Linked DNA regions of Sus scrofa: all the other regions are linked to region 1. A link is a contact called in public HiChIP or PLAC-seq data. All regions are on one chromosome and are shown on one strand. Each heading gives the region's core, a stretch centred on a gene start, on an enhancer-like site or on the middle of the called end of the contact. The rest is flanking DNA. Distances are from core to core; before and after follow the strand shown. Region 1 overlaps LOC106509843 (a long non-coding RNA gene). Region 2 has its middle 130 kb from the start of ZFP36L2. Region 3 has its middle 180 kb from the start of ZFP36L2.

What was found. HiChIP or PLAC-seq counts read pairs in DNA pulled down with a chosen protein or histone mark.
Region 2: an H3K27ac HiChIP or PLAC-seq map of skeletal muscle shows a contact between it and region 1, with 2.9 times the contacts expected there. The contact joins two enhancer-like sites. A contact is called at or near these places in 2 of 47 Hi-C or Micro-C datasets (fibroblasts and subcutaneous adipose tissue) and 2 of 2 datasets of contacts at active chromatin or transcription factors (alveolar macrophages and skeletal muscle).
Region 3: a contact with region 1 is called in an H3K27ac HiChIP or PLAC-seq map of skeletal muscle. The contact joins two enhancer-like sites. A contact is called at or near these places in 7 of 47 Hi-C or Micro-C datasets (alveolar macrophages, embryonic fibroblasts, epiblast stem cells and 4 more) and 2 of 2 datasets of contacts at active chromatin or transcription factors (alveolar macrophages and skeletal muscle).

Annotation. Positions count from the first base shown.
Region 1 is chr3:97,548,776-97,551,364 of Sscrofa11.1, forward strand. All of the region lies in intron 2 of LOC106509843 (a long non-coding RNA gene), which reads right to left. Among named protein-coding and RNA genes, the nearest start is that of TRNAI-UAU, 18 kb to the right of the region's middle. Within about 2 kb of position 1,281, at least 30 of the 83 cell types and tissues checked have an H3K27ac peak or open chromatin away from gene starts, as enhancers often do. A contact at or near this core is called in skeletal muscle and subcutaneous adipose tissue, where this site is marked.
Region 2 is chr3:97,325,196-97,327,784 of Sscrofa11.1, forward strand. No RefSeq gene overlaps it. Among named protein-coding and RNA genes, the nearest start is that of ZFP36L2, 130 kb to the left of the region's middle. Within about 2 kb of position 1,311, at least 37 of the 83 cell types and tissues checked have an H3K27ac peak or open chromatin away from gene starts, as enhancers often do. A contact at or near this core is called in skeletal muscle and subcutaneous adipose tissue, where this site is marked.
Region 3 is chr3:97,379,829-97,382,417 of Sscrofa11.1, forward strand. No RefSeq gene overlaps it. Among named protein-coding and RNA genes, the nearest start is that of ZFP36L2, 180 kb to the left of the region's middle. Within about 2 kb of position 1,278, at least 25 of the 83 cell types and tissues checked have an H3K27ac peak or open chromatin away from gene starts, as enhancers often do. A contact at or near this core is called in skeletal muscle and subcutaneous adipose tissue, where this site is marked.

The DNA of each region.
Region 1 (2,589 bases), core at 31-2,530:
ATCCTCTTGTATGGTGTTAGAACAATGCCTACTGTATAGGAAATTTCCAGTAGGTTATAACTACTATGTTTGACTATATATCCATATCCAAAAAATAGATTTATGAGCTTCTATGTAAAGGTTTCATGGTGTCTGTATATCTCTTGAGTGTGAGAATGTACACATCTGTGTAACTGTGTCTTTCTATTTTGGGACTAAGTGTAGGAGACCCTCTGTGCCCAGTGATAATAAGGGCTGGTGTTCGTTTCATGTCTGCGGTGTCAGGCACTACCCCAAGAGTCCTACGAGGACTCACGTGGAAACCCACGTGAATGTAAACGGCTGAGCACGTGTTCTGACACATGTGCCAGTGAGTTCCTGTGAGGGTGGCCTGTCAGCCCTGCAGGGAGAAACCCCCAACCTGAGCGAGCTGTGTAAGAGATGAAGACCCCCCGGCCACCCAACCCCACCACAGCCTGCACGCCCACAACACTGGGGAGCGGTGGGGGGTGGGGGCAGTAAATTATACCCATCACCCACCCCCTTTCCCAGTTAGTTTGAAATGCCTGTGTCTGCTTTCCTCCAATAGGAGAGAAGCCTGGAGAGGAGTCCACCAATCATGGCCTTCCTTTCATCCTACGTCTGTCTTGGTCTTGCCCTGGCCCCAGGGAGCTCAGGGCGGGTTCCCGCTGGACTGGCCCAGCTTTTTATGGGGTGTGCCATTTTTCACTGAGTGACATCTGGTTCTGACTCACTGTGTATGGCCCTGAAAGGACAGAGTCCAACACAAACAAGATAGTGAATTATCCTCGTGGAGAAAGCCTTCCCATTTTACCTGTTGTAGTCTGTTGCTTCCGTTATCCAATATTGGTAACATTTCAAGCATAAAAGGATGTTTGAAGATTTATGAATGTGCTTTTCTTTCTTGCCTCTATGAATACGTGACCTTCATCTACCTTTGAGGCATCCGTCTCTGCCTGAGGAGAGACTAGGATGAAGTTGTGACATTGAAAGCACAGAAGAAAAATGCTGTAATATTTGGCATCTGACAGGCAAAATACAATTATGTAGTAGGTCAAGAGTCTTCTAAACCAGACCATTCACTTGAAAGCATGTTTTCTGGATGCCTTCATTTCTCCCCCTGGGTGTGATCATGGCATTTTTTTGTAACGGATGCTGAGGCAAGAAGAGAAAGTTCCATCTGCTTTGCTCTAGAGAAGAAACCCCAGTGTGGCCTCTGTCCCAGTCTCTCAGGCTGCCCTGAACCCACCCATCCTCTGCCTCCAACACCAGGGCTCCAGGGTACAGCAGAGGAGCCTCAGAAGTTCAGCTTCACAGCCAACTTCAGTTCCCACAGGCCAGGCAACCACACTGTGAGCCAGCAGGTCAACTGGGGTCAAGCTGTACAACAAGGAGATGCCACGGGGTGGGAGGGGGCACTACCAGGTTAGTGGAGGCCCCCTGGGAGGCAGCCAGGAGAACTCAGGTGCAGTGGGCTGGTCAGCTGGGGCACCACAGAGGCTCTGGCCAGACCAGGAGGGACCAGACCATGAGTTATACAAACTCAGCTTCAAGCACAATCCGTGGCCAGCAGGGACAAGGGACCTTGTGGGGGAAACCAGAAGACACCAACCCCAGGATCCCAACACCTCACTCCTGTCAGATATCACATGAGCCGCCCTTGTCTGTCCACACACCTCGGTCTCATCTTAGTGGGTGAAGATTAGGAAGGCAATCTGAAAACTGAGCACTTTTCTCTAAGAGAAACAATCTAATAGGACGGGCTAAACTATTGGGTCCCAGGACATTTAAATCAAGTTGAACATTTCACTGTTTTTCTCACTCTTCATCAGATAGGGGTTAGGGGAAAGGTCAGATTAGTTATATAACAAATAAAGAAATTACTCTTTTTTCTGCACAGATGAACTGAAGTGGGAGTGAAATTTTCAACCCTGTTGCACACACAAAAATAGAGGACTCTCCCCTGCCTCTGCTGAAATGCCAGCTGGCCCGTCCAACTAAAGACAATGATCCCAGGAGGGGACAAGTCCTGGCCTCCTCCAGGTGGTGGGACAGGTCCTGGCAGAGTAGGATGAAGCTTCCCTTCCACCCAAATGCTTACGTCAACCTTCCTGGGATCACACACAACAGGTCCCCTCCCCTTGCCCTATCTGTGGTTTTTTAAAAGAATAAGGTCTTAATTCTCTTTCCAAGGCATTTGGGCTCCAGGCCCTGGCCGCTTTCTTCCCTGAGGAGGTGGGAATGTGGAAGGTGAATTGAGAGCAGTCCAAGGTCCTACACCCTAGGTATCTGGGAAGGAGGGGTCAGGGGCGGAGAGCAGACATGCAGAGGGCGATGCTGCCACCTGCTGGAGTTCGGGGGAGAGACAGCCCAGTAGGGAACCTTGTTTCACCAGAGGAGGGGTAGGGGACCACCTCAGAATCCTGCCCTGGAATGATTCACTGTTTTTCTTCAAAATAGTGTCTCACCTATTACCCCATTTGTCATCTGGTTTGCTGGTTGGGGACAATGTCATTCATCCCATTTTATGATGAGTAAACTAATACCCAAGAAAGAGTAGAATGCTGTCTGATGTCACATGAGGAGGGC
Region 2 (2,589 bases), core at 61-2,560, 220 kb before region 1:
GGAAATGAATCCGACTAGTATCCATGAGGATGCGGGTCCAATCCCTGGCCTCACTCAGTGGATCGAGGATCTGCCGTTGCCGTGAGCTGTGGGGTAGGTCGCAGACTCGGCTCGGATCTCGTGTTGCTGTGGCTGTGGTGTAGGCTGGCAGCTACAGCTCCAATTCTACCCCCAGCTTGAAGACCTCCATACGCCACAGGTTCGATCCTAAAAAGCAACAACAATAATAATAGTAATAATAAAATGGGGGCAGGACTATCTAGTAGGTGTTCCTAATCTATTCACACAAGCACTTAAAAAGAAATTTTTTTTCATCTTTTTGCCATTTCTTGGGCAGCTCCCTCGGCATATGGAGGTTCCCAGGCTAGGGGTCCACTTGGAGCTGTGGCCACCAGCCTTCGCCAGAGCCACAGCAACGTGGGATCCAAGCTGTGTCTGCAAACCTACACCACACTCACGGCAACGCCAGATCGTTAACCCACTGAGCAAGGCCAGGGATCGAACCCGCAACCTCATCATTCCTAGTCGGATTCGTTAACCACTGCGCCATGATGAGAACTCCCACACAAGCCCTTTAAAAGCAGAGAGTTTTCTCTGGCTGGTGGCTGGAAAGGAAGTCATGGATTTGAAGTATGGAAGCGGGTTCCATGTCCCTTTAATGACTTGAAGGTGGAGGGAACTGCATGGAAGGAGCCTAAGAGAGAGCAGCTTCTAGGCGCTGAGAGGGACCCGCGGCTGACAACTGGCGGGAGAACATCTTAGTCCTACAGCCGCGGGAGCAAAGTTCTGCTACGTCAAAATGAACTGGGGAGCAGATTCTTTCCTAGCACGTCTGGACACCAGCCCACCCAGCTCACACCTCGATTTTGGCCTTGCAAAGCCTCAGCAGAGCATCCAGCTGAGCCCACCTGGACTTCTGACCTACAGAACTGAGATAATTAACCAGGGTTGTGTTAATTTTGTGGTACTTGGTTATCCAGCAGCCGAGAGCAAATACGTTTCCACTTTTTTGTTTCTTCGGAGAAGGTCCTGAGGCGACTCTGCTGACTCCTTCTCTGCAGGCAGGGCAGGCTGGATGCACGGGTCCCGGCCGGGGCTCAGACCTGGGCCCAGCGGAACCGCCACACATGAATGGCAGGCCCTGGGCCTCAGCCGAGGGTGTCTTGTCTTCCTGCTCAGGAAGGAGAGGGGAGGCCTGCATCTTACACCCCCCTTTCTAAGAACCAGCCAGCAGCTCCCTCTGTAGACTGTCAGCTGCCAGCTCTCCTAGCCCCGTGTTCCCTGCAGAAGAGCAGAGCTCTGGGCGGAAACCAGAGAAGGGCAGTGACCTCGCCCTTCCCCCCGCTTCTCAGATGACAAGTCTGGGCTCTGTCAGGGCAGGAGGCAGGAGCTGGGATGCATGGAGTTATAAACTTCAGCAGCACCCTTCCCCACCCCCGTGAAAAGCATTCTCTGACGGGTTAGAACGGGGATTTTTAAATTTTATACTTGCTTCCTGACTAATTTGTTGGACACAGAGTCAGGTACCCTTGAGAGTGCAGAAATGTTTGCAAGGAGGAAGGTTATGTTTCTGCTTTACTGATGAAAAAGCCCCAACGAAGTTTCTCGCATTCCCACGTGAGGCCTTTTCTCAAAATCTTCTCTGATTCTTCCCAGATGGTGTCTAGCTCTGTCCCCGCAGCCCCTGGCAGGGTGGGGCTTCCGAACATAGGAGGGCTCTGTGTCCCATGGACCTGAGATCTCAGCTCTGTCACTTAACCCTCTGGGGGCAGTGGGGGCTGGGCACCCTCCCCAGCCTCAGTTCCTTCCCGTAGGACATAAGCCTGGTGGGTAAGAAGGAAGGAATAAATACTGTTTTCCTTATCCCCCGCCTTGCCCCTGCACAACAGCTACCTTGGAAATGTGTGTATTTTTGACAGCCTGACAAGAATTTTCATTCTGGTGACAGGCGGGCCTGGCCGGCCAGCAGCAAAACTCTTCAGTTAGCAGGTTACCTTTGCGCTCCACCTTCTCAAAGCCTCTTCCTCTCTCTGTGTCCCATTTCCTCCTTTCAGGCCCAGGCTGGTTCCATCCCAGGGCCCTGGGGGTGGACACGCTGGGAAGCCTCTGAAAACCTCTCACAGCTGAGTGTTGGGGAGGGAGGGCAGAACTGCCCCCTGGGGACTGAATGGTGGCATCCAAGGCTTGGGGCAGGCAGGCCGGAGGGGGTGGGGTAGAGGGGTGGGGGTAAGAGGGGTGGGGGTAGGAATGGGGGTGAGTAGGAGTGGGGTGGGCAGGGGTGAGGGAGGAGGGTGGGGGTCGTGGCGATCATGGTGGGGTGGGGGCTGGGAGGGGTGTATTTCTGGCAGGTGGGGGGTTTCGAGGTCCTTCTGGGGATCTGTCTGGTGGGGACCATGTGACGTGGTTGTGTGAGTGAGGTCCCCTCCTGCTTGATTTCTCTCAACTGCGTGTTTGGAGGTTTGCTCTAATCCTCTTAGGCTGGAGGTTTTGCTGTCAAGGAATCTGGGGGGAAATCAGCTCCATTTCAACTTTTCAAAGTTTCCACGGCGAGGGCTGAGCTGAGCGGGTCCTGAAGACGGAGGACGGGGT
Region 3 (2,589 bases), core at 28-2,527, 170 kb before region 1:
GGGTCAGACAAAAAGGAAGGGAGGGAAAGGAAGAAAGAAAAGGAAGAAGGAAGGTCTGGCTCAAAGAGGCTCTTTACTCGGGAGGCCACCAAGGACACCAGTCTGTACTATTGGGTCCCATGGGACTACCCAGGCTGGGTCAGCCTCATCCCTCTCTCCCTGGCGAGGGACTTTCAATGTCACGCTGTGACCGGGTGGCCTGAGCTCTGGGAGGTCAGGCTGGTAAGGACCACTGCCAGGAAGGGTACCCGCATCCCTGCCCCTCCATTTGGACGTCTTGGATACCCACCCAACATCCTTGAATCGGGATCAGGATCCTTGGCCCCCGCATGACAGCTGGGCAGTCGAGAGCCCTGCCTTGGAGAAAAGTATAATTCAGATCCTAAACTAAGTTGGGGCTGGGATGAATTCTTCACTTGTTGAGAATGAAACTGAGGGGCAAAAGCCCCAGCCTGGGATGTCAGACTCCTGGGCTGGAGGAAGAGGACAAAAAGAGACAATACGAGCCCCAGAGATTCAGCAAAGAGGAGAGTGGGGAGGGGCCGGGCCCATTTCCCCCAAGGTCCCAGAGACCTAGGATGTTAGTATCAGAACGGGAAGAGGCCTGGGGAGACAGACCCTCTGATGCTCTGGGTAAGGACCCGAGAGGATGCTTGCTATAGAAGGGAGGGGCCATAAGCCAAGGAATAGAGGTAGCCTCTAGATGTGAAAAAAGATAAGGAAATGGATTTTCCCCTGGAGATGCTTTGACGTTAGCCCAGCGAGGCTGATTTTGGACTTCCGACTTCCAGAATTGTAAGAGAATATATTTGTGTTGTTGAAGTCACTCAGCTTGTGGTGATTTGTTACAGCAGTAACAGGAAATTCATCCACTTGCCTAGAGATTGAGAACGAGCAAGTGGTCCAAGCTTCCCTGGCCCTGCAGACCCAGCTCTATGGAATCCCCATCCCGCACTGGTTGGGGCTGGGCTAGCAGTGCAGCGAGGCCCTGAAGGGGCTCAGACCACACAGTGAGTTCTGGGCCTTTGGAAGGTGTGTGCGTGTGTGTGTGTGTGTGTGTGTGTGTGTGTGTGTTAGAGCAAAGGGAAGAGCACAGCTTCTTCATGCATTGGAAATTTCTGGGCGGACGATCCACCAAAGGCATGTCAACGTTTTCCTCTCCAGGAAAAAATAACTCAATCCCTATCAAAAAAAGTCACAGTCTCACATGCGCTTACATGAACGGACGTGTGGGTCCTTGGGAGAAGCGAAACAGCCCCTCCCCTGCTCCAGGCGTCTTTAATTTTCACGGGGCAGGGAGCACAGATGAGGGAGGCTGGGGGAGCCATCAGCCAGAGGGCTGTGGACACATTGTGACATCTGGATTTCCCCAAAGCTCACGGGTCCTGTGGAGGGAGCGCTCCCCCCTCCCCTCCACCGCCCCGCAGCGCTTCCCACTTCCACAAAATCTCTGGGAAGATTTGACACATTTTTTTTTTAGCAGCAGAGAGCAATTGGAATTTCCAGCTTAATTCCAGATGTGGTGCTGACTCTGCTGGGGAGTTTGGCTTGATACAGCATCCGGGAGGCCCGTTGTTCCATTGGATCCCCGCCCCCCATCCCCAAACCCTGGCACTGGCCTGCACGCTTGTGTGTGTCCCCTCTCCTCTGCTCTGGGTCTTGCGGCTGGGCTTTCCTGCGGGGAGCTGCAGAGCGCCCATGCGTGTGGTTTTCACACGTGTGGAGAGGGCTGGGTGGCGGATGGGCAGCCTGGAGCCCAGGTGCCTCTGGGGCAGGGAGTAGGGGCTGTGACAGAACAGGAACCGAGTCACGCGGGGTGTTCTGGGAGCATGGACAGGGCCGGAGGCTGGATCTGGAGCAGGCTGGGAGGGGGTGAGGGGGGAACCGAAGGGTCAGTGTGGGCTGAGGTCATAGCTGGTGCCTGGCCAGGGGCTGCCGGGAAGGCAGGCAGAAAGGAAAGGCCCTTTAGGCAGCCAGCGCACCCTGGTTCCTGGGGCTCAATCCGCCAGACGAGACGTCAGGACCAGATGGCTCCTCGGCAGGAGTGAGGGTCCCACTGGTGCCTCAGTGAAACCGCAGGAGGATCAAGAATATCCAAAGGGGGAGTTCCCGTTGTGGCACAGAGGGTTAAGAGCCCAAATAGTATCCATGAGGACACAGGTTCCATCCCTGCGCCTTGCTCAGCAGGTTAAGGATCCTGCATGGCCACAAGCTGCGGTGTATGCCACAGAGGCAGCTCGGATCCCACGTTTCTATGGTTATGGTGTAGGCCAGCAGCTATAGCTCTGATTCAACCAGTAACCTGGGCACGTCCATATGCCCCAGGGGCTGTCCTAAAAAAGAAGAGAAAAAAAAAGGAATGTCAAAAGGAACTGATATATGTATATGTGTAATTAATTTACTTTGTCGTACACCTGAAATTAACACAATTTTGTAAGTCAGCCATATTCCAATAAAAAATTTAAAAAGACTGTTACCCACTTTGGCCAGCTTGTCTGTGATTTCTCTAGGTAGTAGACAAAACAGTGGCCCCAAAAGAGGCCCACATATCTACTCCCCAGAACCTGTGAACAAATGTTAACCTCACAG